Linked DNA regions of Hordeum vulgare: region 2 is linked to region 1. The links are chromatin contacts, called in public Hi-C maps. All regions are on one chromosome and are shown on one strand. Each heading gives the region's core, a stretch centred on a gene start, on an enhancer-like site or on the middle of the called end of the contact. The rest is flanking DNA. Distances are from core to core; before and after follow the strand shown.

Evidence for each region. A called contact is a pair of places that touch in the nucleus more often than the background predicts.
Region 2: a Hi-C map of seedling shows a contact between it and region 1, with 4 times the contacts expected there. The contact joins the promoter of LOC123404792 here to the promoter of LOC123403339 in region 1. A contact is called at or near these places in 3 of 6 Hi-C or Micro-C datasets (leaf and seedling).

The regions. Positions count from the first base shown.
Region 1 is chr6H:418,683,304-418,690,311 of MorexV3_pseudomolecules_assembly, reverse strand. LOC123403339 reads right to left here and starts at 3,270. Exons shown (of 5, transcript XM_045097280.1): 1 at 2,907-3,270. The coding sequence starts at 3,218.
Region 2 is chr6H:419,199,751-419,206,758 of MorexV3_pseudomolecules_assembly, reverse strand. It overlaps LOC123404792, which reads left to right and starts at 3,057. Exons shown (of 3, transcript XM_045098736.1): 1 at 3,057-3,280; 2 at 3,369-3,507; 3 at 4,146-4,499. The coding sequence starts at 3,104. The coding sequence ends at 4,273.

The DNA.
Region 1 (7,008 bases), core at 2,021-4,520:
TGATTTCATAGAACCCCCATGTCCCAGGATGAGAAGTTAATTTCTCATTCCCTAATTTCATTAATTTCCTGTCAGTTTTCTTTATCCTTTTGATAATATTTGTTAGTGTAGTATTATACCTTTTCATTTAATTGGAATATGATGCAATACTTTTTTACATGATTCTTGTTTTATTTTTGGATCAGATCTACTTAGGTCGAATAACAAACAGAGGAGACTAAAGTACCTCCCTCTACTAATGTCTCCAATAGCATGGGTGTAGTGGTCAGGGGCGTAGCCAGGCCCCGGGCTACCGCTGGCCATGGCCTTGGGCGTGGCAACACTTTCCTTTGTTTACTGTTTGTATAGTAGCACAATAAATCACTGTTTAACACTGTCCACTTGCTGTTGGCCCGGGCGTTGCGAATTCCTGGCTACGCAAATGTGGTGTGATATGCTTCATTTCCTATGACTGTGTAGTATAATGATTTGATATATTAATCAGCACGCCGGGTCCAGTTGGTGTGAAAAAAACAGTTACATTTTTGTTTTACCCTTTTCTTTTGCAGGTGGGAATTCCATCATTTCAATTGTCAAGCACCCAACAGAGGCTAGATTTGGATACTGCTTCAAGTATCCAATACGCAACTAGGGGCATCAAAACTCGTTATATCGTCACCATTTAATCTGCTATCTGTATGATTCTCTTTACCTGATGTAAAATTTAAGCAATTCGTGTTCTGTGAAGTGGAGAAACCAAATGTATCGATTCTTATTAATGAGTATTGGTTTCATTTATGTGATCTATGCGCTTCAATCTATCTCTTTTTCAAATCAGTTGGACACAAAACAAAGATTTTACGTAAACAGTTGGATAACCAAAGGCTTGAATATTATATATCTTGAGTTCTCAATCTACATATATGCAGGGAAAGGAGAAATGGAGAGATATATGTTACAGTATATGTGGATTGCACTAGCCCTTTCCATCAGTTCGGACTTTTGGTTGCGTTGGCTAGTGCATGAAGCTTAACATGGTATCGGAGCTAAGGTCTTGAGTTCAAGTCCTGGTTTACGCAATTTATTAAAAAAATTGCTGGTAGCCCCCCTTTGTGTCCACGTAGAGGCCTCTTGAGTCATACGTGAGTTTTGCGCGCCGTCACTCTCTTCCGGTTGCACGTGTTGACTTGTCTTCCCCGTCACACGTGAGAGGGGGTGTTACAGTATATGTGGATTGCACTAGCCCTTTCCATCAATTCGGACTTTTGGTTGCGTTGGCTAGTGCATGAAGCTTAACAATATAATGTTGATGCGCTAACATATTTCTTCAGGCATGTGCGAGTAAATTTAATAGTTGTAGTAGTTGACCAGCCAGATAATAAATTCTTGGTATATGCCCTAATTATGTTACTTTTTGCAGAAATCATTTTATACTTGCACGAAAAAACATCATACTTTTCGGATTAAAATGCCTTCCTTTTCATATCATGCACGTTGTTAGAAAGAAAAAGACCAATGCATATGTAATGGAGGTGACTTCCATATACCACTCTCTCACTGGACAGTCTATTTTTTGTGAAAGGAGAAAAACTGTTTACATGTGGAAGTTAAGGCTTTATTTTATTTTTAACTTGGATAGTTATGGCTTCATACTGTAATTTCTAGAACTTCTTTTGAAGTTGTCTACATGTTTTCTTATACCCAACACAATTGAGTATTCCCATTTTGTCCAAACCAAAACTGAAGTACCAACTTTGCATCGTATGAAAAAAGAAAATAGATACACTATGTATTCTAATTAAAGTCAGTCTCCCACAAACTGGATACATGTTCACGTGCTTATTACATACCCCCTCCGTCCCAAAATAAGTGTCTTAAACTTAGTACAACTTTGTACTAGAGCTAGTACAAAGTTGAGACAGTTATTTTGGGACAAAGGGAGTATTACTGTTTGGAACTTCAAAATTACTTTCGTTAAATTTACTTCCCATGTACTTAGCACTTCTTATTCACATAGAGGACCAAGACAGGCAGTGTTTCATCATCCACTACTTTATTTAACTTTGACCTTGCTACCCCCATGCTCTCGCACCCTAGGGAAAATCCCATGTGTGCTGCTGCCACCGCTGTTGAGAAAGATTATGGAGGAGGTGAGGGCAAGAAGAAAGTACAAGACAAAGGGTGAGGACCTAGGAGCAACATGGTCCCACCACAACTAGCAAGAGACGTATCTTTGTGAAGTCGGTGAAAAAGGTAATAAAACTTACCAATTGCTCATCTTATTTATGTTGCATAGTTTTCTCTCTAAATTTAACTCTCTTTTCGTAAATTGTTTATAAACTTTCATTGATCTCTATTTTTTAGAAATTGTGTGTGCTTTTGCAGAAGAGAAGTCCCTTTAGTCCCTAGGAGGCATTATGATGATTTGCTCACATATGGATGTATTGGTCCGCTCTCAGCTGGATCACAAATGCATGCTTGCTAAGTTTTTCTTTTTTTATTTCTTTATCATTACATGTCTGATGATGTCGGCAATGGGAAATAACCAAGTTTACAAATAAGCAACATTTTCTTATGATATGAATGAAATTAACTTTCATGTTGCGTGTTTCAATATATATGTGCAAATACCTACCACCGGTTGTAAAAATGGACGGGTGCGGCAACGCGTGCGATCATGGTCTAGTATACATAACTACCAAACAATCAATTACTCCGATATTAAGTGACTCAACTTTGTACTAACTTTTTTGAAACAGAGGGAGTACTTCTCTAAATACACCGATAATATACACAGACCAACTGTTCAAATAAATGCCACAATGAAGTAAATACAGCCAATTGTAACAACGTAGCGTAATTGCGCAGGTCAGGTGTTCGACGAAAGGCATCATCGGGATATGAAAATGAAAGGGAAGAGGCCGTACCATGACTATGCTCTTGCAGAGCTGGGCGACTGAATGAGCGGCGAGGAGGTGGCGGCGCTCCTCGAGAGTGCGGTCGTAGTAGTCAGCTGGAACACGCCGGAAGGCAAAGTCGTGCACGCCGCGCGCGGCCAGGAGGGCCGAGAGCCGCTCCTCGGTGTCCCCCGCCTCCACCTCCGCCTCGGCGTCGGTGAGAGAGAGCGCCCCAAGACGGTGCTGCTGGGCAGCGAGCTCAAGATCCTCGACGCGGCGGAGGATGCGGAGCTGACGTGCCTCGAGATCGGCCGCGGCGGCGCCCATGGTCGATGTTGCCATGTTGTTGTTTTTTTTACGGGAAGGTCGATGTTGCCATGTTGGTAAAGGTTTCTCGACTCCAAGAGGCTGAGGAGGGCCAACTAAAACTTCCTCGCAGATCAGCATTTCGTACCAGCCCAGTTAGAGCTTCCTTCTTTTAGGCTTGGCCCAAATTTACATATACTATGCTTCCCAATTTTTAAGGAAAACCCTATTTGGCACTTATGCATGGAAAAGCCTACTTAACGCTTTTTGCGTCAAATAGTCGGGCAAATGCACATGGGAGCGTCAAACTGGGCCGGCCCATCTCCCTCTGCAGGCAGTTTCGGTCTCTGCTTCATTTTTTGGTCATTTTTTCTGTTTCGTTTTTTTCCTTTTTTTCCTTTTTCGTTTTTCTACTTCTGTTTCTTTTTTCCTTTTTTTCTATGGTTCTTTTTAAAACCTAAGTTCATGTTTTAACAAAATTCTGGAGATTCAGAAAATGTTCTTGATTCTAAAAAAATATTGTAAATTTCAAATATTTGTCTTTTTCAAAGACATTCCTAGCTTTAAAAAATATTCGGGATTTTAGAAAAATGTCCTACATTTTTACAAAATGTTTGCCATTTTAAAAAATGTTTCTTTTTCAAAAAATGTTATTGTTTCCTTTTTAATTTTTACCTTCATTTTTGTTACTTTTTCCTTTTCTTATTTTTCTGTTCGGCATTTTATATAAACAAATTCAGTTTCAAAAAATGTTCTCGTATTCACAGTTTATACTTAAATGTCCGTGCTTCAAAAAACATTCCTGCTTCCAAAATGTGTTCATCTTTTGAAAAATACTCGTGTTTCAAAAATTGTTCTCGTATTCAAAACACTGCATTATTTTTCCAAAAAAAAAATCTTTTTCATATATTGTTCACAATATTTTTTTAAATGTTCTTCTTTTCACATTTTTATAAAAAATATTCCTGTTTTACGAATTTTTTTCTCTTTTTTGAAAATTTCTTCACAAATTTAAAACTTGTTCACATTTTGTTCCCCAATTCTAAAACTATTAATGATTTAAAAATGTTTGGGAAGTTTAAAAAATATTCTTCATTTTCTAAAAAATATGTTCCGTTTCAAAAAATGTATGTAAATTCAAAAAATGTTGCTGTCTTAAAAAGTGTACATAAGTTCGAAAAAAAGTTCCGGTTTCAAAAATTGTTCACAAATTTCAAAAAATGTTATTCCTTACAAAATAAATGTTATATGTTTGTAAAATGCTCCTGTTTTCAAATTTGTTTATAGACTAAGAAATTGTTTATATTTTCCAAAAAATTGGTGTATTTAAAAAAATGTTCGCACGCTTACAAATTCGTTCATGTTTTTTCAAAATTGTTCTCGGTTTCAAAATATATTCTCATAATTCAAAAAATATTCATTTTAATAAAAATTGTTTGCTCTTTTAAATATGTGGGGAGTTTTTCCAAATTGTTTTCCTTTTCAAAATTTTGTTCTCAAGATTCAAGAAATGTTCGTCTATCTAAAAAACTGTTTGCGCTCCCAAATTTGTTCATGTTTTTTTTACTTTTTCTTGCTTTCAAAATTTGTTCTAAAAATGCAAAAATATTCGTGCTTTGAAAATTTGTTCGCACTTTCAAATTTGTTCGGGGTTTTTCAAAATTGTTCTCCTTTTCAAATTTTTGTTCTCAAGATTGAAAAACTGTTCGTTCTTTAAAAAATTGTTCGTACTTCCAAATTTGTTCAGATGTTTTAAAAAAATTACTCACTTTCAAAATTTGTTCTCAAAATTCCAAAAAATTTCGTTCTTTAAAAATTTGTCCGCGCTTTCAAATTTGTTCGGGGATTTTCAAAAAAAATCTCCTTTTCCATTTTTTTTAAAGATTTAAAAAATGTCCGTGCTTTAAAAAATTGTTCACGTTTCCAAATTTGTTCAGGTTTTCAAAAATTGTTCACGCTTTCAAATTTGTTCAGGTTTTTGAAAATTGTTCTCTTTTTTCAAATTTTTATTCTCAAGATTTAAATAATGTTCGTGCTTTAAAAAATTATTCACACTTATAAATTTGTTCAAGATTTTCCAAATTGTTATTCGAATTCGAAAAATATTTTTCCTCAAATAAAAAAAGAAAACGAAAAAGGAAAGAAAAACGAACCAAAAAAAGGCATCAAAGAAGAAAAAAAGTAACAGAAAAAAAGAAACAAAAGCGCGAGATCACTTATATAAGCTCGATCCAAGGTAACCACTACGAAATCAACCTACTAATGAGTTAAATCTTGTTTTATCTTCTTTGTTTTCTTATGTTGCGGTAATCCTTTAGTTTTGGGAACCTTCCAGAAACGTCCCAAACGGGGTTTTCTCCCGGTTCATGGTCATTTCCAGCATGGAAATTTTCAAATCGATCATTTTTTATTTTTCACTCTTTAAAAAAATCTGTGAACTTTTTCTCAAAAACGACAAACTTTTTTTAAATTGGATGGAGTTTTTTCTAATTTGGTGAACTTTTTTTAAATTTGGTAAACTTTTTGAAATTTGCTAAACTATTTTAATAATCTGATGAATTTTTTCAGATTCGTAATTTTGTTTTTCAATGTTGATGAACCTTTTTAAGTTTGCTGAACTTTTTATTAAATTTGATGAAAAAAATTAAAATACAATGAACTTTTCTCATTTTGACGAACTTCTTGTCGATTTTGTGAACTTTTTTGAAATCCGATGATTTTTTTTCAAATTTCATCAAATTTGAAAAACGTTTATCAAAAAATGAAAAAAAGATCATCGCTTTGAAAAGAGTTCACGAATTTGAAAAACAAGTTATCATATAAGTAAGAAAAAACAAAAATGAAAAATAAAAAAAAGTAAAGAAGAAACAACCAAATAAGGGAAAGATGTAATCTATCAACTCTCGCTAAGTGGTTGAGTGATAAGCGCATTGTAGAAATGTACAATAGGTCGTAAGTTTGATTCTCCTCGCACGCACAATACATTTTCTTTTATTTTCTTTTGGTGCACGCCCCCGTTTTGGGCCGGACCAAGAGCGCGGCCCCGTGGGCGCGGAAACCACTAGTTGGCGTCAAAGACGCTGACTAGGAGCTCCCGATTTTTAAGGCTTTATAATCAATTGATGTTTCTATTTGAAATTGGAATACCTTATTTTGACTAGGTTAGTTGTTTCTCAATGAACTCTCTGATTCAATTCTTTTAAATCACTATGCATTTTAGTTTTGGAGTTCCCCCATTCAATTGAGGTATACAATTTTATTGCCCCGATTTTGACTCGGTCAATCCTTGGTTGTGTCCATGAAATCTCTAACTTCACTAGCTCCCTAGTTTTGAAGCCCCCTCATTCAACTAAGGTCTAAATTTGGTTTGGTACACCATTGATTGGGTCATTGACCTGGACTTCGTGGTAAGATCTCTCGATGAGTGGATCCCTTCGTATGTGTCTCGGTGGTGCGTGCTTTTGTTAGCAAAAGGGATGTGGTATCTATGACACGATTAACACTAGCATAACACATGTGGCCGACAATATAGATAATTTCTCTCACGTATTGGTATTAACTAGAAGGATTGGGCACGCTTTGCTGCATCGTTAGATTAAAAAAACTAATCACTCCGTTTCAAAATACAACGTGCATTACTTTCTAAAAATGTCAAATCTTTTAAATTTGATTAAATTTGGAGATAAGTATATCAAAATCCATAATACCATTGTGATTAGATTCATCGGTGAATTATTATCATATTTTTTATTTAATGTTGTGGATGTCAATATTTTTGCTCTCAACTCGGTCAAAGTTAAAGAATTTGACTTTCCAAATAATTAAT
Region 2 (7,008 bases), core at 1,808-4,307, 520 kb before region 1:
ATGATGGCAGAGACGCATGGTCTTCGGCTCGCTCCAGTCTTTATAGTCGTCGCTAGATGGTTGACGAATTTAAACGTATCTTTTATTATTTTTAATATTCATTGTAATGTCAAAATTAAAGATGAACACATTAAATTTTTCTTGATTTTATTTGATGAAATCACGATTATTTTCTACTAGTAGTGCCAAAGCAAAGCAAGCAAACGGGCAATCGATTCATGTCTGTCCAGGCCACGCAACTCAGACGCCCCGTCAGCGTGGAATGATGATGATGTGTTACCTCCTCCTTCACTCCCGGGGGGACGGGGATCCCGCGGCTCCAAAACAAATCGCAATTTATCTCCTGAGCCGAGGGAGGCGAACAAATTATGGCCTGGATTGTTGGCTTCCCATTTATAGATCGAGGACGGTGTGGCCCGAAAACCTTTTGGCAATTAATGATGGAAAGGTGGAAGGAGGCTCTCCAAGGCGCGGGGCCTTTTCCTTTTGTCCCGGGTGGTCCTGTCCCGTCCGTCTGCCATGCCCGCCATGGGCTCCTTCTTCTTCCCCTCCAATCGATTGCCCCTCGCCGCTTCGGGGGCTTTGCCCGGTCCGGTCACGGTCAGTTCCGTCAGTCAGTGAGGCCGCTGGTCATGGCATGGTCATCTTTGTCTTGTCCATGGCGTATATATAATCTCGTTTATCTTTTGGGCGACGTGGCTTTGCGGACCGGTGAGGAGGAATGCATGGCGTGTTTGGCCGGGCACGTACGGCGCAGGGCTGCGCGGCAGCTTTATTTTACGACAGACAAATCGGAGGAAAACGAAACTTGTAGTACGTTTTTATTTTTGTTCGCCGTGAAAAGAGCTGTCGACCGAAGTAGAGAAAGAGGCAAAGAGGAAAGCGTAAATTCAAGCGGGCCACGAACGGGTATGATTGAAAGCGGTCCAGTAGGCCCACTAGTTCATCGCGCGAGGTCATTCTTTCTGGGCCCAAATACCCAACCGTTGTTGCAAGTAACGATTTGACTCCCGAGGGTGATGGGGAGTTTTTTTTTTAGTACGGGGGAATGCGGAGTTTGTTAGGCCGTTAGTGTCACATGTTTAACAGCGCGAATGTGCGTTGCCATTTAATTTGCACACTGCACTAAAGGGAAATTTAATTTGCACAGTGACAGGAGAAGTTTAGTGCCCGGGCTATAGCTTCTTGTAGGTGTACCCGGAGTGTGTGCAAGGCCAGGTCATTCCAGCTAGCTAACACGGAGCTGTATGTGCATGCTCGTTGCAGTATTACAGGTATTTTGGTTCAGGTCCGGGTACTCCTCGCTACCCCGTGCAAATCGAGCATACTGTAGCACGCGTGTATCAGCTGCAGCCTGCAGGCGTACGTACGCGGTACGCACGAGTGAAGAAAAAACAATCAATCTATAGCTAGCGCGTGTACGCATTGTATGTACAGACATGCGCGCGCGCAGGTGTTGCCCGATTCCGTGGATTTCCACCGCGTGTCACACCGCATGGGCGTACGCGTACGGAGAGGGCGGGCCGCGCGCGTGGCGCCGGAGTAGCAGAGCACGAGGCGTGCCGAGCTGAGAGGCGACAAGCACGTACGTGCAGCGGGGGGCGCGCGCGCGGGCCGGAGCCCGGAGGGACGTGGCCGCGCGGCCGACACGGCGAGACAAGCGCGATCTCTCGTGCGACACCCATGCTCCTACCCCTTTTCCGGCACTCTCTCCCACGCCCCCGCGCCATGCATCCATCGATATCTTTGCCCCGCCAAGCAACCGGAGCAGAGCTCGCTCGCTCGCTCGCTCTCGGCATAGATCGCGTGCAGGGTGCAGCCCTCCTGTGGCCGTGGCTCTTCCCACCGTCCCAGGTGACTCCAACGCGGCTCGCACCGAGATCTCCCCCTGCCGTGCGATATGCATCGATCCATCCCGCCTCGCCTCCCTAGCAAACTCCTTGCATGCATCGTCGGCCGCCTGTTTTCTTACGCCTGGCCGCATCCGTTTGTTTCAGCTTTGCAACATTTCACTGTACGCCAACAATTCCTCAAAAGCTGTACGTCAACTCCGCCATGCACGTCCGTGTTTCTCAACGGAAAACGAAGGCACATCAGATTATTTGCACTGTGTGTGTGTGTGTGTGGAGGGGGATTTCCTTGACGGCTTGAGAAATATTTTCCTACTCTATGTCTATGTGCGTTTGACATTGATCGATATCCTTGCAGATTCATAAGCCTGGGCCTCCGTGGCTCCGGAGGTTTTTTGTAATTTGGACATGTCAACGGCCCGATTAACAAAATCCGGAAACGCGTACGTACAGCAGCCAGGCAAATTAATCATCAAGCAACAGTAAAGTAGGGCTTAAGTATGCCAACTTGGTCACATCGGGGGTACAAACTGTACTTGGTTTAATCAATTTGATTATGGGGTTAGGGTTACCACGACGCCATCTGGTGGTACTACCTAGCTAGAACAGTGGTAGATCGCACTGCACGTAATAATTGCAATGCACATGATCAGCAAGTAATATAACCATGGGCTGGGTTGCCTACAAAATCTGTATCAAGACTTAAAGGGGACGGATCGAGACATTCATGTGCGGCTAAGGAGATGCATGGTCTGCCTCGGTTTTCATGACCAGTACCCCCTCATGCCGCGCGCGCTCTTCCTTTGTTTACCAGAATTTTCGTACGACAGGTGCTGCTATGCGTGCAACCATCCTTCTTAATTTGTATGCCTGATGAAATCCTGAAAACAAAATTGAGAGGATTTGTTTGTTACTACTAAATAAATGTCAAGGGAAGGTACATATTTCTAAAATAAAGGAGAGAGATATGCATATATAATTTCGATTGTGCCCATTTTTTGCACCAAGACAACCAACACTTATTGAATTACTAATTACTCCAGTTTTGGTACTTACCCAAAAATCCAAATTCATCATAAGTATTCCTGGCGGAAACAGAAATCTTACATAAAGAAACGGACGAGTCCCCGTTTTCTAGCTTGTAGCACTACGTACCTCCCCCATATCCTCTTCGAACTTCGATGCATGTCTCTTCTCTAAGCTCTCTTACCTATTAATGTTTCCTAAGTGGTCACCGATCGCACCGGCCCTCCATGTTTAGCCTAAGCTCCCCTCCCCTAGCTCTTGAGAGGAAGCTAAAGCTCACCACGACCTACACTATTCTCCTGGTGTTCTTCCTCTTCACTCTCCACATTACCTCATGCGAAGCTCGTCGCCTCCGCGTGAATGGCAAGTACTCAAGCAGCAACAAGTCTTCCCTGTCATCACAGGTTAATTTCAGCCATAATACCATTCGGTTAAACGTCATAACGTCATCGATTTTGTTCTAGCTTTGCCCTCTCTATTGTGTTTCCGTAGGATGCGACAGAGGTTGCTGATGCCCAGAAGCAAAGGAGAAACTCGTTGATGGTTCATGATACGGAGAAGAAGGCTCGAGCTGTCGGAAGCAGCATCGATCAGTCGACGGGCGCGGGAGCAACATTGATCAATCGATCAGGTGGAATACGAAACACCACGCATGCCGCTAGGGTTTCGCAGCAGCTTCCTCATCGCAAGCACGTGGATGATCAGGGAATTCACCTGGATTATGCGCAGCCTAGAACTCGTACTCCGTATCACAACTGAACATATATATATATATATATATCGATCACGGATGAGAGCAGTCGCTCATGAGATGACATTTACGTGGTCGTGATCATTTATCTAGTTATCATGTATATTTTTCCTTGAATCTCACTAGCTAGCTTCCAGCAGCTTCAAGTCGATCGTATCTGTGTTTCCGTTATATGTCTAGTTATTTTCTGCAACTTTAACGACAGAGTTTGCCGTCGATATATATTGAGTGAATTTTGGACAAGCTTCAGTTTGGGTGGGTTGTGGTGTTATAGCGAGTTAGCGACAGCATATTAGATAGCTCAGTTTTTTTTCATAAAGAATTAGATAGCTCAGATGAGAATGCGTATGCTATAGACGTACCAGTTCTGCACTTAATTAGCTTTTTTATGTCCTGGATCATATATCAGCAGCTACATGAATATATATCTCATACAGGCCGGTGCATGTACAGCTTGCCCTTTAGTCGCCTTGATTGACCACTCACAGTATTTCATAGTCAGTGGTAATGATTTGCAGGGGACTCGTCTCGTGGCTCTAACGGAGAGCAGCTAGGATCCAAGGCGACCACCGTGTACACAGCGGGAACACTAGTAACCATGGACTACCCAGTTGCACACGCAGCACCAGCTGTTCACAACAGGTAGTGCGTGCATGCGTAAAGCAATGAGCAGGGCTTGCCTCTTTGATTGATCTTGCCATTTAATGTATTTTACATGCACGGGTCTGTTAACGTTAAGCCCTTGGGTCGACTCCAGTTTTAGCACAATCTTGTAGTCATGTATATATATTTTCGGATGTATTTACTATGTATTAGTGAATCACTATGTGGCTTGTCCTGAGGGCTCTTTAACAATTACTAGTAAAAGAGCCCGTCCGTTGCAATGTAAAAAAAGATATCACATGCTCTCCATTGGTCCTTCCTTCGGGAAGTGTTATTCAAGAAGGGTTTTGACCCGCAATGGATCACTAGGGTAATGTAAATGGTGATGAGTGGTACGACAGCCGTTAACATCAATAACGAGGTAGGCCCCTACTTTCCCATGGCTCGGAGCGTAAGGCAAGGGAACCCTTCTTCCCCTTCCTTTTCAACCTCATGGTTGATGCCCTAGCCGCCATCCTCGACAAGGCCAAGGGGGCAGCCACCTTAGGGGTATATGTACCCACCTCCTCGGGGCAGGAGGCATCACTCATCTGCAGTACGCGGATGGCACGATTCTTATGGTCGAAGGATCGTCCGAGGACATTGCTCACCTCAAATTCCTCCTCCTTTGCTTTCAGGAGATGTCCGGCTTAACAATTAACTTCGCAAAAAGTGAGGTCATGGTTATGGGCTATCCGGAGGAGAAAAAGCTTAGTATAGCGAATCGACTTAATTGTCGTCTAGGAACCTTCCCGACCACCTACCTTGGCATGCCCATCAGTGATAGCCGTATCATGGAAAAGGAACTTCAACCCTCGGTGGCCAAGGTTCAACACCGGGTGGAGCCGTGGCAAGGACGTTGGTTGTCTAAAGCGACTCGGTTTGTCCTGATCAACTCCTAGATGACTGGTCTACTGATGTATTTGATGGGATTCTATAGTCTGAACAAATCCCGTGATCATGATCATGATATTGCCAAGTAACAGTCCCTGTTTTTCTGGACGGGGAAAGGCGATAAACAAAAATATCACATGGTGAAATGGTCGGAGATAAGTAAACCCATGGACTAGGGCGGTCTACGGATTATCTCTTCCAAGAGGATGAATATTGCCCTCTTGTTTAAATGGCTATGGAGGATCTCTTCTAGAGAGGGTGGCCTCTGGCTAGATATTATTCGCGCTAAATACCTCTGTAGCCAACCCCTGACGTTTGCCCCAAGAACTGGGGGATCGCAGTTCTCGCAGTCGATTGTTACGTTGATGCCTGCTTTACGGCTCGGCTACACTATGGAAGTGGACCTGGGCACTTCCACCCTCTTTTGGCTAGACTAGTGGTGTGGCTCTCAACCCTTCGGCATTCGCTTCGAACTGCTTTTCAACATTTGTGTTCACAAAAATATGACTGTAGCAGGCGCCCTATCAAACCAAGCGGGTATAGCCTTCAGACGGACCTTCGCCCCGATGAACGGGACCTATGGGACGAGCTCGTAGATTGTGTGGCTATCCACACTCCGTCCTTAGATGAGGACGTAATCCACTGGCACCTAGAACCCAACGGGCGGTTCTCCGCAAAATCTCTATACCAAGTGATTCTACCTAACTCCGGGACCGAGCGAGTTGAATCTCCTTTGGGAGATCAAACTGCCATTGAAGATTAGGATCTTCCTATGGCAGTTGGTGCGAGGGCGTGTCCCAGCCGGTACAGAGGTGCTAAAGCGGAACGGCCCATCCGATGGGTTGTGTCCCTTGTGTAGGATACCTGAGGACTCCAACCATATATTCTTCATATGTCTGGCTGCAAGGTTCCTTTGGAGCTGTTTTCACGAGGTTGTTGGTGGCAGTTGGTGCCAGGACAACCTCCTAGATATGTTTATTGAGGTGCTCGGTACCCAAAATTCCGATGTGCGACCGACCCTCTGAGTTACCATCGGTGCCCTCCCGTGGACAATATGGAATATCCGTAATAAACTTGTGATAGAACATGTGGTTCCTCTTCGTGCGACTGATGTTGTATTCAAATTATGTAGTTTTCTACAGCTATGGAGGCCGCTTAGCCGGCACCATGTTTGGGACTCCATCGATAGAGTTTTCGTCGCGCTCTGGTCCGTCGCCACCCGCATGACCGCGCCACCACTCGCTCCTCCGCCTTTGGAGCCAGATTAGCGTAGCTGTTCATGGACCTCCTTTTTGGGGGATTATTGTGCTGCTCCCCGAGCGAGACTTCATGTTTTGTGTGTGTGTGTGCGCGATGAACCTTCTTGTTACTTGTATGCTCCCATTGAGGCTTTATAATATAAAACGGGAGAAAACCTTATTTCGTTGATTTTTTTTGAAAAGGAGGATCGCAGCCCCCGGCCTCTACATCAATCGATGCATGCAGCCATATTATTAAAAAAGGTTCAAACAAAAATTTATAGTTCCACAATGCCTGACAACCTGAGAAAATAACACAAGTACGTAAATAAATAAAGACCGCCACATCCAGCGAGATATAAAGTAGACTACGATGCATATACACCTAGCCTATTATTAGCTCGCCATCCAAATCGGCTGAAAGTAGCCCGTGCGACCATCTCCTACCGGTTGCACCCAATAACCATAACCTCTGTGGAGTCCGCATGAGTAAGTAACGACCATGTGCGGATCCAAGCCGTGGCTCTATAAATGACCTGCAAAAAATTGTTGAAGCTCCTGCCATTAAAAAACATATCATTTCTAGTGTTCCATATAGCCCAAAATA